Regions from separate parts of the Hordeum vulgare genome. Here region 2 is linked to region 1. Evidence: chromatin contacts called from public Hi-C data. All regions are on one chromosome and are shown on one strand. Each heading gives the region's core, a stretch centred on a gene start, on an enhancer-like site or on the middle of the called end of the contact. The rest is flanking DNA. Distances are from core to core; before and after follow the strand shown.

Evidence for each region. Hi-C and Micro-C count contacts between places; a contact is called where the count stands out from the background.
Region 2: a Hi-C map of leaf shows a contact between it and region 1, with 6 times the contacts expected there. The contact joins the promoter of LOC123403081 here to the promoter of LOC123402316 in region 1. A contact is called at or near these places in 3 of 6 Hi-C or Micro-C datasets (leaf and seedling).

The regions. Positions count from the first base shown.
Region 1 is chr6H:516,023,386-516,030,045 of MorexV3_pseudomolecules_assembly, forward strand. LOC123402316 (outer envelope protein 64, mitochondrial) reads right to left here and starts at 2,573. Exons shown (of 13, transcript XM_045096219.1): 1 at 2,195-2,573; 2 at 1,927-2,079; 3 at 1,041-1,165; 4 at 196-321. The coding sequence starts at 2,451.
Region 2 is chr6H:516,165,030-516,171,110 of MorexV3_pseudomolecules_assembly, forward strand. It overlaps LOC123403081 (transcription factor MYB93-like), which reads left to right and starts at 2,873. Exons shown (of 3, transcript XM_045097054.1): 1 at 2,873-3,110; 2 at 3,193-3,322; 3 at 3,450-4,220. The coding sequence starts at 2,978. The coding sequence ends at 4,176.

The DNA of each region.
Region 1 (6,660 bases), core at 1,323-3,822:
TTATAACAGAATGATGTTCGCTAGTTTATGAATATGTTGGCTGTTTGTCACATATTTTCCAGCAGTGCCTTCAGATGATCCTTGTTTGTTTGGTACTATGCCATAGGCAACTTTTGCTATAGAACACATAGATATGCTTGTCACAACAAGTAATAAACATGAAAACATAAATAACTGATAAGGGTAAGAAAATACCAATGGTATCTAGGCTATGTGAGTTCGGTAAGGTCCCAAGAGTAGACACAACCCCATGAGAAGACCGGAAACCAAGTACACCACAGAAAGATGCTGGAATTCTCAAATCACCAGTTGTATCAGTACCTAAGAGAAATCCAGGGCTTATAGCATCAGTTTGCATGTGGAATATGAATTAATATCTCTAAGCGACAGCCATAATAACAAAGCAAAGTTTGCATCAAGAACTTATCCATAAAGAAAAGGGGAAAATGTGTAGCGGTTGAACATGTATTAATAAACATGCACGATAAAATATCACAGGGCATGAAAAGAAGAGCCATAAGATTTTGTACCAAATAATTCATATAGTAGTTGGACCTTTGGTCAAAGTTAAATTTTGGAGAAAATGTGCACCTTCGGAAAAGAAGGGAGGTATTATAGATATAAGAGTGCAACGACACTCCGGTAAAAAGAAGTGCAAGGAGACGGCCAATCATTCAGGAACTCATTCTGTAACCCAACCAAATATTATAATTATTAACGCCATGTTTTTACCCCAGGCCAATCATCATGTGATCATATAGGGTAGGGCACAAGGATCTTACAGCACGCCACACAGATTGGGGCTATAATTCTGATCATGCTATATTTATATGACTTGATAATGACAGATACATATATTTGTTAGTGATATACTCATGTAAAAACGAAATGCAATTTCTAGTGGAAGTAGATTCACAATCAAAAGGGAAAACGAGGAAGAAAACTAGATAATTAGAGTTGAGTACAATAAGAACAGATGCCAAAGCTGCCACAGATGTAGATTGCAGAAATTGTAGATGTGTAATAGTTTAGAAAAATACCGAGAGCAAACTCGACAAGCTGTGCAGAAACTGCGACAGCGGCACCACTGCATGACCCTCCAGGGAGGACTGATGGAGATGCTGGGTTGATTGGTGTTCCACAGTGTAAATTTTCTCCAGTAACACTGCAAAAATATGTTAGGCGGTGTGGTGTTAGAATTCTTCATCTATCTAATGCAGAACACCGATAGATGGATGTCTAGTGAGTCTTAGCAGAGGCCCAAGGCTAGTTAATGATTAATACGACGGTCATCTGAATTTAATGGCTTGAAAAAACTAGTTATTTAGCATATTGGAGTTTCAAGGAATACTAAAGGTGGATGCAAAACTTGTGCATGAAAGAAAACAGGGTTTACAATGAATCAAACAGTGATGAGAATTATATTTACAAGACCGCCAACAATGAAGTAACTTTGCTGTCTTTTATACCAACAGCTGACCTATCTTTCATCTACTGAAGTTTAAAATTGCCACCCCGAACACCCATGATGTGCACCATTTTACTGCAACACTTCAATCAATAGCTAAAGAATATCCCACCCAATTTGAAGTTATCTGTTTCCTCCTCGAGTTACATTTACTGCACATCAAGTTTCCAAATAGACTAAAACAAGCACACCTCAAGTGAAAAAGAAAGGCTTGCCTTTGCTACTAAAAGATGCAGATGCGTGCTTAGTTCTAAATTTTAAAACCAAACAATCTACTTTCAGCACTTCAACATTATCCACAAAAATCACACTGACAGCAGATTTTGTAAAACAGCTATTTCTAGCAATGTCTGTGCAAAATACTATACATATTCAAAGATGTGCAAGGATCAGGCCACCCAAATGCTCAAGCTGTGTTTCGCAATAAATTCAGTCAGAGCAAAATAGCAAGTACGAACCCAAAGCCGAGTTCATCCATGACTGTCCTCCCGACGCAGGTAGCCCCCTGTTTCAGCAGAACCTTGACGGCCACCGCCGTGTGGCTCGCTGCCTTGTGCGTCCTCTTCCAGTCCGGGTTTCCAAAGCCGGCGACATGGCCCTCGATGTCGAAGCTAAAAACACGACGGGGAAATAAGGGGGGATCAAGACCACGGCGGAAACCCCGTGATCCCGCAGAAACATCGAAGCAGAGCTGGGGGGGGGGGGGGGGGGGGGGGGGGGGCTCACTTGTCGCTGACCGCGAAGGCGAGGTCCAAGAGCTGCTGGCGGGCCGCGGGAGGAGGGGGCTGCGGCGGAGGGGCGAGCTCGAGGCGGTCGCAGAAGGCCCCGGAGTAGGGGGGCGGGCTGGACTTGCCCCGCAACCACCTCCGGCGGCGCCGCGCGACCTCCGCGAGGACGATGACACCGGCGACGGCGACGCCCGCGACGATCCAGGCGCGGGGGTTGGAGGACCCCGTGGCGCCCGATCGCGCCGAGGAGTCCATGGACGGGGCGGGGGGGGGGGGGGCTAGGGTTTAGGAGGGGGTTTGGGTTTAGGCCTGCGGTGCGGAGTAGTGCTCGAGAATCAGCGCGGAGTGGGGAAGAAGAAAGAAAGCATTTTGCGCTCTCTTTTTCCGGGCGGCCGCCAGCTTATGTGGGGCCCCGTGTCAGTCGCAAAGGAAGGAAGAGACTTCTGCTTGTTTCACAAGTTGATGGTATGGGCCAGGGCCGACACGGGCCTCGTTTTCCAAAAAAAAGGAGGAGCCGCAAGAAAGAACAGGGATCATATGTGTTTTTCCTATTTGACGCTGCAGGCGTCGATTTACACTGTTTTTGACCGGCGCGTGCAAAAGTTACTCCCGCGTATTAGTCAGGCCGGTCCATCGTTTTTTGTTTTGTTTTCTGAACTGCAGATAAACAGCAAAAACAGATAATTTTTCGAAATTTGTAACTGTTTTCTTCAAACAGAGGAAATTCTTTTCGAAATCCATGAACAGGTTTTTTAAAACTCGTGATTTTTTTTCAAATTGATGAATATTTTTCATATTTGATGAATTTTTACAATATTTGAAATATTTCTCAAAATCGATGAACTTTTTCTCAAAATTGATGAACTTCTTTCAAAATTGATGAAGTTTTTTTCAAAACTTATGAACTTATTTCAAAATTGATGTACTTTTTGGGAATCGATGAACTTTTTTCAAATTGATGAACATTTTTTCAAATACGATGAACGTTTCTTGAAAATTGATGAACTTCTTTTAAATCCGTGAACTTTTTTAAATACATGAACTTTTTCGATTTGGAGAAGTAATTTTTGAACACGCAAACTTTTTTTGCATGCTCTTGAACTTCATCTGTAATATATGAAGATGTTTTATAATAATTAGAAAGTATTTACTCCGTCCTAAAATAAGTGACTGAACTTTGTACTAAATTTGTACTAAACTTAGTATAAAGTTGAGTCACTTATTTCGGAACGGAGGAAGTAGAAAATATAAATGCCACAGTGAATTGCACAGTAAATAGCACGCCTACGTTTTTGCTCTTTAGAACTTTTTCTCTTTGAATATTCACTAGTAATTGGCTGGTCCAGTGGGTAACTTCTCCTTGTGCAAGCGCGAGGGCATGAGATTGAATCCTAGTCGGATGGTATTCACAGTCATTTTTCACGTTGCGCGATCGTGGGCCTGTCCATCCAGCCACTGTTGCGGGCACCAATCCCCTAACGGGCGCAGAAGCCACTGAGTAGGAGCTACCGGTCATATGGCCCCAACAGCCCAAGATAACCCAAAAAAACAGTGTTACTTTGCATAAATCCTTGTAGTATTTTTGAGGTATTCATAAATCCCTAATCTAATTCTTGTTACTTTATTTTGAGAGTAGACATCGAAACTTTGAAGTCCGTGGTTTAGAAAAATATTCTTTACATCCAGGTCTTGGTACACATGTGCGGCTAGATGTACCACACGATCTTGTATCATATCCTCTGACCATTGCCGTCAAATAGAATGAAACAAGGTTTTCTCAAAAACAAAGTGTTGTTTTTTGTAAGCAAAAGAAAAGTGTTGGTGATACCTGTCAAACGCACACCCCAGGTGCTGGTTGTAGCTGCTTTGGCCGGCCCAGAAGGTATTTCCCATATATTGTACATAGGTTTTATAACCTTCCTTGAGCATGATTTTCTTCTTCTTTTTTCTATGTTTCTTTCTACTATTATTTGGGGGGTCTTACTTTTCCCCTTTTTATTTTACTTTTCCTTTTTATTTAAAAGTGACTATTTTTATTTATTTATTTTGTAAATTTAGGAATTTAAAATATGCATTTAATAAGTTTTTATTATGTTTTTACAATTAATGTGCATAATTTAAAATATGATATTTTTTTCGCAATCCGGACTATATTTTTCAAATTCATGAACATTTGAAATTCTGGAAACCTTTTTAAAAATCCATTACAACTCACACATTTGTGGATATTTTATTAATTTGAATAAATAATTTAATACATGACATTTGACAAATTCATGAACATTTTTTGATATCAGGAAACATTTTTGAGTTCATGTATATTTTTCAAAATTCATGCATATTTTTTTCAAAATTCAATAAAAATGTTTTACAAATTAATTAAGATTTTTGATATCCAGAAAAATTCTAAAAATTCATTATAAACGCAAACTTCTTTTTGATTCGCAGTCATTTTTTGAAATTTGTGATTTTTTTAGGTTTGTTATAAAAATCCAAATAAAAAATAATTGAATTCATGAACATTTTTTAATATATGAAATTTTTTAGTCATTTGTTTAAAAGATTTTTTAAAACCACATTCTAAATCTTAATTAATATAACCGAGTAAATGGACCGGTCCACTACGATACTGCATGCGTGTACTATGGGTGAGTACCCCGCTCATTACGCGTGGGACATGAGGTGTCTAATACCGGGATTGCCCGATATTTGAGAATTTGTAGGATAACTATTCTAGCAAACTCAAAACTAAAGTCCAAAAAAGACACACTAATGTGGCAACTCTACGAAAATAGAACTTGAATCAACAAAAGCTCTTAGTTGAAATGGATTCCAATCAAATCAAAGATGGCGTATTCAATAAGGGAAAGAGTTCAACTCCTTACGGGTCTTGTTCTTTGTAGTAGGAGGCACATGACTCTAATAAGCCTCTATGGACGCGTACCGTTGACGGGATTTTTTTCTTCTGTCAAGTCACTTTATCTGTTCTTAGTTAAAATTGACCTTTTTTCCATCAATTTTTCTGTGGAAAATAATAATACCTGCTAAAATCAAAGTTTTCATATGGCTAATGAATACGAAAAGTATCTTAACTAGAGATACCTTCTGAAAAGGGGATGGAAAAGAGATAAAAAGTGTGTTACATGTGGGCAAGATAAAAGCATGATCATTTGTTTTTCTCTTGTTGTGCTGCAAGATTGATTTGGAGCCCGTTTATATGTGCTCGATCCAAATTTTATCCCTACAAATTAGAATGGCTGCTTCAATAGGAACAAAACCCGTGACATGAAGCTTGTCGGCGTTTTGGCTCTATTTTGGTCCATTTGAAAGTGTAGAAATAATGTGACTTTTAACAAAATGAAATTTTATGATCGGATGGTTCTAGTGAAGCTAATGTGCAATTCGATCATTGATTGATCAATTTGTAAATAAATGACCTATAGGGAAAAATGTTGACACTAGGAGCAAAGTTAACCGAGCAGGTGACAAATTAAGTATATCGCGCCTCGCGGGGATAGAGATCTGGTGTTCCTAGGCTTCATGACTAATTTTAGTGGCATTGAAGACGAAGGCTTCCTCGCCGCGTGGTGCTTCAGTGCCTTCTTTGTCCCTTCCCTGGGTGCCTCTTTGTGTATTGTCTCGCCATAGTTAATATGTGGATGGTCCTGGCCCTGCTATCTGGGTCTGTAATAGAACATGTGTGTTCCTTCGAATGCTCCTTGTTTTCCTTTTGTGTGCATAGTGTTGGTGGATGCTTTAAGACCAGATGGTTTCATTATATGAAATCGGAGTGGAAGGCCTCTCTTTTGCTAAAAAAAACAAGACCCTAATAACAATCTAACCTTATAAAAGAGGGTGTGGGGGCTATATATAAATATCATGTGTGCATGGGTGTGCATCTTATTTGGATACAAAATGACTTGTTCAAAATACATTTCATTTAGACCGCAATGCATGACAACGTAGGCCTAGCATCGAATTATCAGGCATCGCTTCTTTTCATCCCTTTTCGTCCTCGACGCCCTATGTTTCATGTCCTTCTGCTCTATCGCCTTGCCGCTTCCTCTCCCCCACAAATAATCCAATCAAATCAAGTGTTGCCACCTGCCACCAATGGTGAAGTCAGATTGAGGTGTTGTTGTGTTTCAATAAGACATTTCCCTAAGGTATAGGGTAGGGAAGGAGAGATACATATTACTTACCCTGCGCCCTGTTCCTTTCTCCATGATGGCGATCAGTGTTGTGTCACCACCATCTCACAAGTCAGCTCCCCTTTCAATGCCTCCCCCCCCCCCCCCCCCCGGCTCATGCTCTCACTGTTCGATCCTCACGAAAGCATGTGACCATAAGAGTAATTGGGTATGAAAAAACATCATTTATATCTTTAGATGTCTCTATTTTCCATATATCGAAACAAATTTTGGTCAATCTTCATTTGACTATACCATTGAAAATCTAGTATGT
Region 2 (6,081 bases), core at 1,623-4,122, 140 kb after region 1:
GGAGGGAGGAGAGGTGGTGACGGCTAGTGTTTGGGAGTGCTCCCATGTCGCCCAAGAGGGGCGACGCGAGAGTAGGGGGAACTCCTAAAACTTCAGGTATTGCCTGATTGTTCCTTGCATGTAGTTTTTTTTTTTGGCGGTAGACCTTGCGTGTAGTTATTGGGCTTGCTCTCTTTTCTTCACAACACAATTGTATCCTGACCTGTTGACGGCTTCGTTATTTTGAAGTTGGGCTGATGGCCTTTTTTTCTCTCTATAAAAGAAACTGTGCTAGCTGCATGTCACAACCTGAAAGCAGCATGAAGACGTTGATCAACTTGCACTATTCGACGCGTTGTTTACGAGCCACGGGGACGATGTGGACGGAGGGGTAGGGTGGGCCAATGCAGTGAGCCGGTGACGACGAGGAGGTCCGTCCGCTGTCCGTTCACGTACGTACGTTGCGTGCATGGGGAAGAAAAGATTCGCGGCCGGCCGGCTGGCCGGCGGCCCCACGGCGGCCAGCACGTAGTCTGTAGACAACTCGACATGCGTGGAAAACGTTGAAAAAGATACAGAGAAATCAATCTCCTCTACGTGCATGTTTGTCGCTGGATGGGAGCTTGTGAATTAGGTCGCCAGTGATGATGGAGCTTTGCCAAAAGGAAGTGATCCGATCGACGATAGCATGTACTCCCACCGTTCCTAAATATAAGTCTTTTTAGAGATTTCACTAGTAGACTATATATGAATGTATATAGACATACTTTAGAGTGTAGATTCATTCATTTTGCTATGTATGTAGACTTCTAGTAAAATTGCTTAAAAGACTTATATTTAGGAACGGAGGGAGTACAGTACATGTACGTAGGACTGGACAGTAGGAGCGGTAGGGCGTGTGTGTTGGTTGGTTGCCCAGTCGCTCGGTCTCGGAGCAGGTAACTGGGATGACGAGCGAATCTAATCGGTCCATCTGGGGCCTCCTCACCACCACCTGTGCGCGTGTTGTTGGTTCGGTTGCAGCTGAGCGACCTGGTAATCTGTCAATGACATGTACGTCTCACCAAGTGGCCGGACGGGATATATGCCGGATGCAGCCTACTTGCTACAGCTGAAATTCACTTCAGGGGCTGGGGTTGTTCCTCGCGGGAATCCTGCCGATTTCCAATAAATTAACGTACTGATTCTGGATAGAACCCTGGTCTAGATACATCCATTTCAGAGAGGAACGGAGGAATTACTTTTTTTGCTCCACCTGCTCGTCGGTGTCACTCGTGATCTTAGAGTAAAAACTCAGTCTGCGTGTTTCTCTTGCAGTTAATCATCCGAGATATCCTGAGAGTTCCCAGTGGCACTAAGAAATGCAGCAGCCTAAAACAGCACACACATCATGGATGAGTAGAAATTACCTTCCAAATTAACGCATTCTAAATATCTAATATATACTTAGTTTTTGGGACTGCAAGAACAAGACTACGGAGCCAGATCTCTGCATACGTTGTACTCTATAAAGAAGAGATCCCTGCATACGCAATTGTAGTTAGCTGTTAGCACTGTCATTTGGTATGCAAACTTGTACAAAAATGTTTCTCCTTCACTTAACTATTTAGGGCTTGTTTGGGACTACTTTAATTGATCAAGATAAGCTTCACTTCATCAAATTCACTTTGAAGCAGTTTCATACAGAAGTTATAGCACTATCAAGAGAATGTTTGGCTTCAATCTAGCTCCAGCTTCAAAACTAGAAAATTTGGTGGAAATAATCTATTTGATTGGTCGATGCGAAAGAAAATAAAGGGGTATCCACTTCCCGGTGGCAATGGTGGGTAATCCCCCCCCCCCCCAACTCCAGCTTCTAGAGTTTGTGGAGCACCCTCTCAGAAGCTTCATAAAACTTTGAAGTTGTACCTCAAATTCTAGTTTTTTTACGGAACAACATATCGTGGAACTACCCCGTTTGACTTGTCTTTTCCAGAACATAGCTGAATTTTAAGAAGCAGAACAGTCTCAAACAGGATCTTAGTAGTTATTAATTAGGACGGTCTCAGTCCAGCTCCATACGCAGGTTTGTCATCTGCTAGTCCCATACTCCCATTACATACTTGAGAAAAGCCTATACGCCAACATGTACTATGATATCTCAGGAATCTAGTCATCCACATGTTGACATGCATGCAAATGCTGTATAATACTCGTACAATTCTAAAAATAATAATTCATAGTCATGTGCCAAGTACAATGTGGCCAATACAATATCAACAGATCTTGAGGTTGCTACAACTACATTCCAAGACAGGAATTAAAGTTGTTGAAGCTGTACACTTCCAGGAACCCACTTCTGAAACTTTTGCTCATTTTGCATGGAATAACAGTCCCCCCAGCAAGTGATCATAATATATGGTAGGAGATGTCACACGATGAGCTATTGGCTACTTAGAGAAATCAAAGCAACATGATCTGATTGTGCGTTCTTAATTAAATGTTAAGAACCAAAGCAACATCGTTTTGTTTTTGCAAAGGAGAGTAACGAAAACAACATAATTAAAGCAAGGCTTCAGGAGCACACCTTGTTCAAAAAAAGGCAGAAGGAAAACAGAGTAGTATATCAATGTGACTGCTGATTGCCCAAGTAGCAGCTAGCGGCTTAAGTCAACAAACATGAATCAACAGCCCTTGCCCTCATGTGATAAAGTTAGTACAAAGTTGAGCCACTTATTTTGGAATGGAGGAGGGAGTACTTAGTCTCTTGCATGCCCAGATTATCTAAGAGAGCAGGGCAGATTAGTCATTTCCACTCGAATAAATTAATTCCGACCCGGGCTTAAGACACCTGATTTCATGGCCTTTATATAGAGGAAGCTGTGTTCCGGTGAGCAGACATCCTTGACACAGGAAACCCCAAGGGCCAGGCTAGGGAGAGGCAGATAGCCCTGTCTCCCTCCTTCGCACCTGCACCATCACCTATCTTATACATCCCAATCCTATCTCAATCCTGTCAATGGGGAGGCCTCCTTGCTCCGACGAGAATGGCCTCAAGAAGGGGCCTTGGACGCCCGAAGAAGACCAGAAGCTCACGGACTACATCGAGAAGCATGGCCATGGGAGCTGGAGAGCTCTGCCTAAGCTTGCAGGTAAACAACACATGCCGCCTCCGTTTTCTGTCACGATACCGGCATGTAGCTAATGCGCCTGGTTCTTCTGCGCGTCTCACAGGACTCAACAGGTGTGGCAAGAGCTGCAGGCTTAGATGGACCAACTACCTGAGGCCAGATATCAAGAGAGGAAAGTTCACACCTGATGAAGAGCAGAACATCCTCCAGCTCCACTCCGTCCTTGGCAACAAGTACAGCACACCTATCAAACCTCTTGCTTATTAAAGAATGGTCTACACGTATGTTGTATAATCTTCAAAAACATATATGTGTGGTGTTCTTGCTAACACATGCAAACTGGTGTGCTGATTAAACCAGGTGGTCAGCCATCGCGAAGCACCTCCCGGGACGGACCGACAACGAGATCAAGAACTTTTGGAACACCCACCTCAAGAAGAAGCTGATCCAGATGGGCTTCGACCCGATGACGCACCGACCGAGGACCGACTTCTTCGCGGCGCTGCCACAGCTCATCGCGCTAGCCAACCTACGCCAGCTCGTGGAGCAGCGACCGTGGGACAACCAGAGTGCCAGCCAGCTGCAAGCCGATGCAGTCCAGGCAGCAAAGCTCGAGTACTTGCAGTGCCTGCTTCAGTCCGCAGCAGCCATTGCGACTAGTCCCAGCTCCAGCAGCATCAACACCATTCCCACTGACCTGGAGCAAAACGGCCGCCCTTCGCAGATGTCTTCCTTGTGTTCGCTGTCGTCTCCAAGGATCCCGGAGGGCATCAATGGCCAGGATTTATTAATGGGGCAACCGCTTGACATCCAGATACCTAGTAGCTCATTCTTTGAGCACAAACAGCCTATCATCAGTGGTACCAACCAGAATTCAGATTACAGTGCAAACAGCGGTGAGGGGGAGAATGGCACCCAGAAACCGCTGCTCCTGCCAGAGGACTCCCTTCCGCCACTTGCCGATTTCCCAATTTCCAACCTCGGCGATGCTTGCAGCACCTCAAGCTGTGACGCTGAGGGAACCAGCACCCATCTCCCTTTTTGGTCTGACTCATTTTATGACGAGTTCATGAGCGAGTTTGCATGAGTTCTGACTGCACAAGATAACAGAAATACACAATGTGTTATTGTTGATAAACCCTTTGTCTTTTTTTTTTGGCGAGAAAACTCTCGATTTATTCATCTTCAATCAGGATAATACAGTGAACATAAAAAATAATAAAAATCACATCTAGATTCATAGAGGACCTAACGACAACTACATACACTGAAGCAAGCGGATAGCGCGCGGTCATCATCGCCCCTCCCTTACCGAAGCCACACAAAACTTTTGTAGTAAACATTCTGGAAGTCATCGTGCTAAGACCCCATAGGACTAGCACACGAGAACAACAACCGTACCCGATGAAGAGACGCGTATATCAGAAGGATCTAGCCTGAAGACACACGATAGCAGACGAACGAAAACCGGATCCAAGTGGATCCAGCAAAGACAACCACTGGCTAAATCCTGAGATCCGCTCGAGTAACACCTCCACAAGCCCTCTGACCATGCCAGACGCACCAGGACGATAAAAAAATAGTGGAAGTGATATGGTGGATTGCCCGATCTTCAATAATTGGTAGGATAATTTTCTTGAGAGGGGGGAGGGAGTGGGATTTTGATCTATTCATCTTCAATCATGACAGTACAACAAACTCTGAAAATAATAAAAATTACATTCAGATCCGAAGACCACGTAGCGATGACTACAAGCACTGAAGCGAGCCGAAGGCGCGCCATAGTCATCGTCTCTTCCTTGTCTCAATCAAACAAAACTCGTTGTAGTAGACAATCAAAAAGTCATCGTGCTAAGGCCCTATAGGACCAACACGACAGATCGGAAACAACCGCCAATGAAGAATAGTGTAGATCGGAAGGATCCAACTAGGAGACACACGAACGTAGACCGACAACGAACACATGTGAGCAAATCCAGCAATGACAGATCCAGTGGAGACACACCTCCACATGCCTACCGACGATGCTAGACACATCCCTTGGACGAGAGCTATGGAGGGAGAATGTTATACCATATTCAGGGAGCCACCGCCATCTCATCTCCTAAGCATGACACTAACTCTAATAAAACTCAATTAAAAATCTAAAAATAGAGCCATCCTACTGGCAAGGGTCGAGATCCACCTTGTCTCCAAGGCCCTAAGGCCACTAGAGACGGGAGAGACCAGCGGCAATGCCAGCAGGAGGCCCACCCAGGAGCCCTAGTCTTTTTTTCGGGCTCAGGCGGCTACATGTACGTACGTGGACATAGACACATAACTGGCATTAGAATTATATATCAAAAAAAGACCCATCAATACACATTGCTAGGAAGATCTAATCGAGGTACCCTTTAGGGGGAAACACAACGGACAATGTTTATATATGGACTGAGAGCGCTCGATCATCGCCACGTGACACGAGCTATCACATCCTAGATTTTTCGTAAATTTCATCGAGAATTTTATTTTAACAAAACCCCTGTGTTGCTTGTTTGTCACCTAAAACTTGCTTCATAGTTGGTTTGTTTGATTGAATTTTTGAACAGAAGGGTTGAAACCCCGATGCAACTAGTGGAAATCTAGCTAGCCAATAGTTGAAACCAAACCTTTTCGAAATATTAAATGGGAATACGAGCATTCTTGATAAGACCAAGAAATATTCAAAGCCCTGATAGTTCTTCCTTAAAAGAATTGGATTAGATCTATTGGAATTACTTAAATAATTCAAAGAGAAAATTATTTAATAGGGAAATGAATTTCATAAGTACAAATAATGCATTTGAGTTCTGCTAATTTTCTAAACTAGATTAGGAAAATAATTGGTTTTGAAACCAAATTCAAATTCAAAAGGAAAATTAAAGTGCACACAAAATGTCTCCAAAAATCCTAAATAAAATGTTCACCTACTCAGAAATATTCATGTTCGAATTTATGGCAAGTTTGTTTTTGA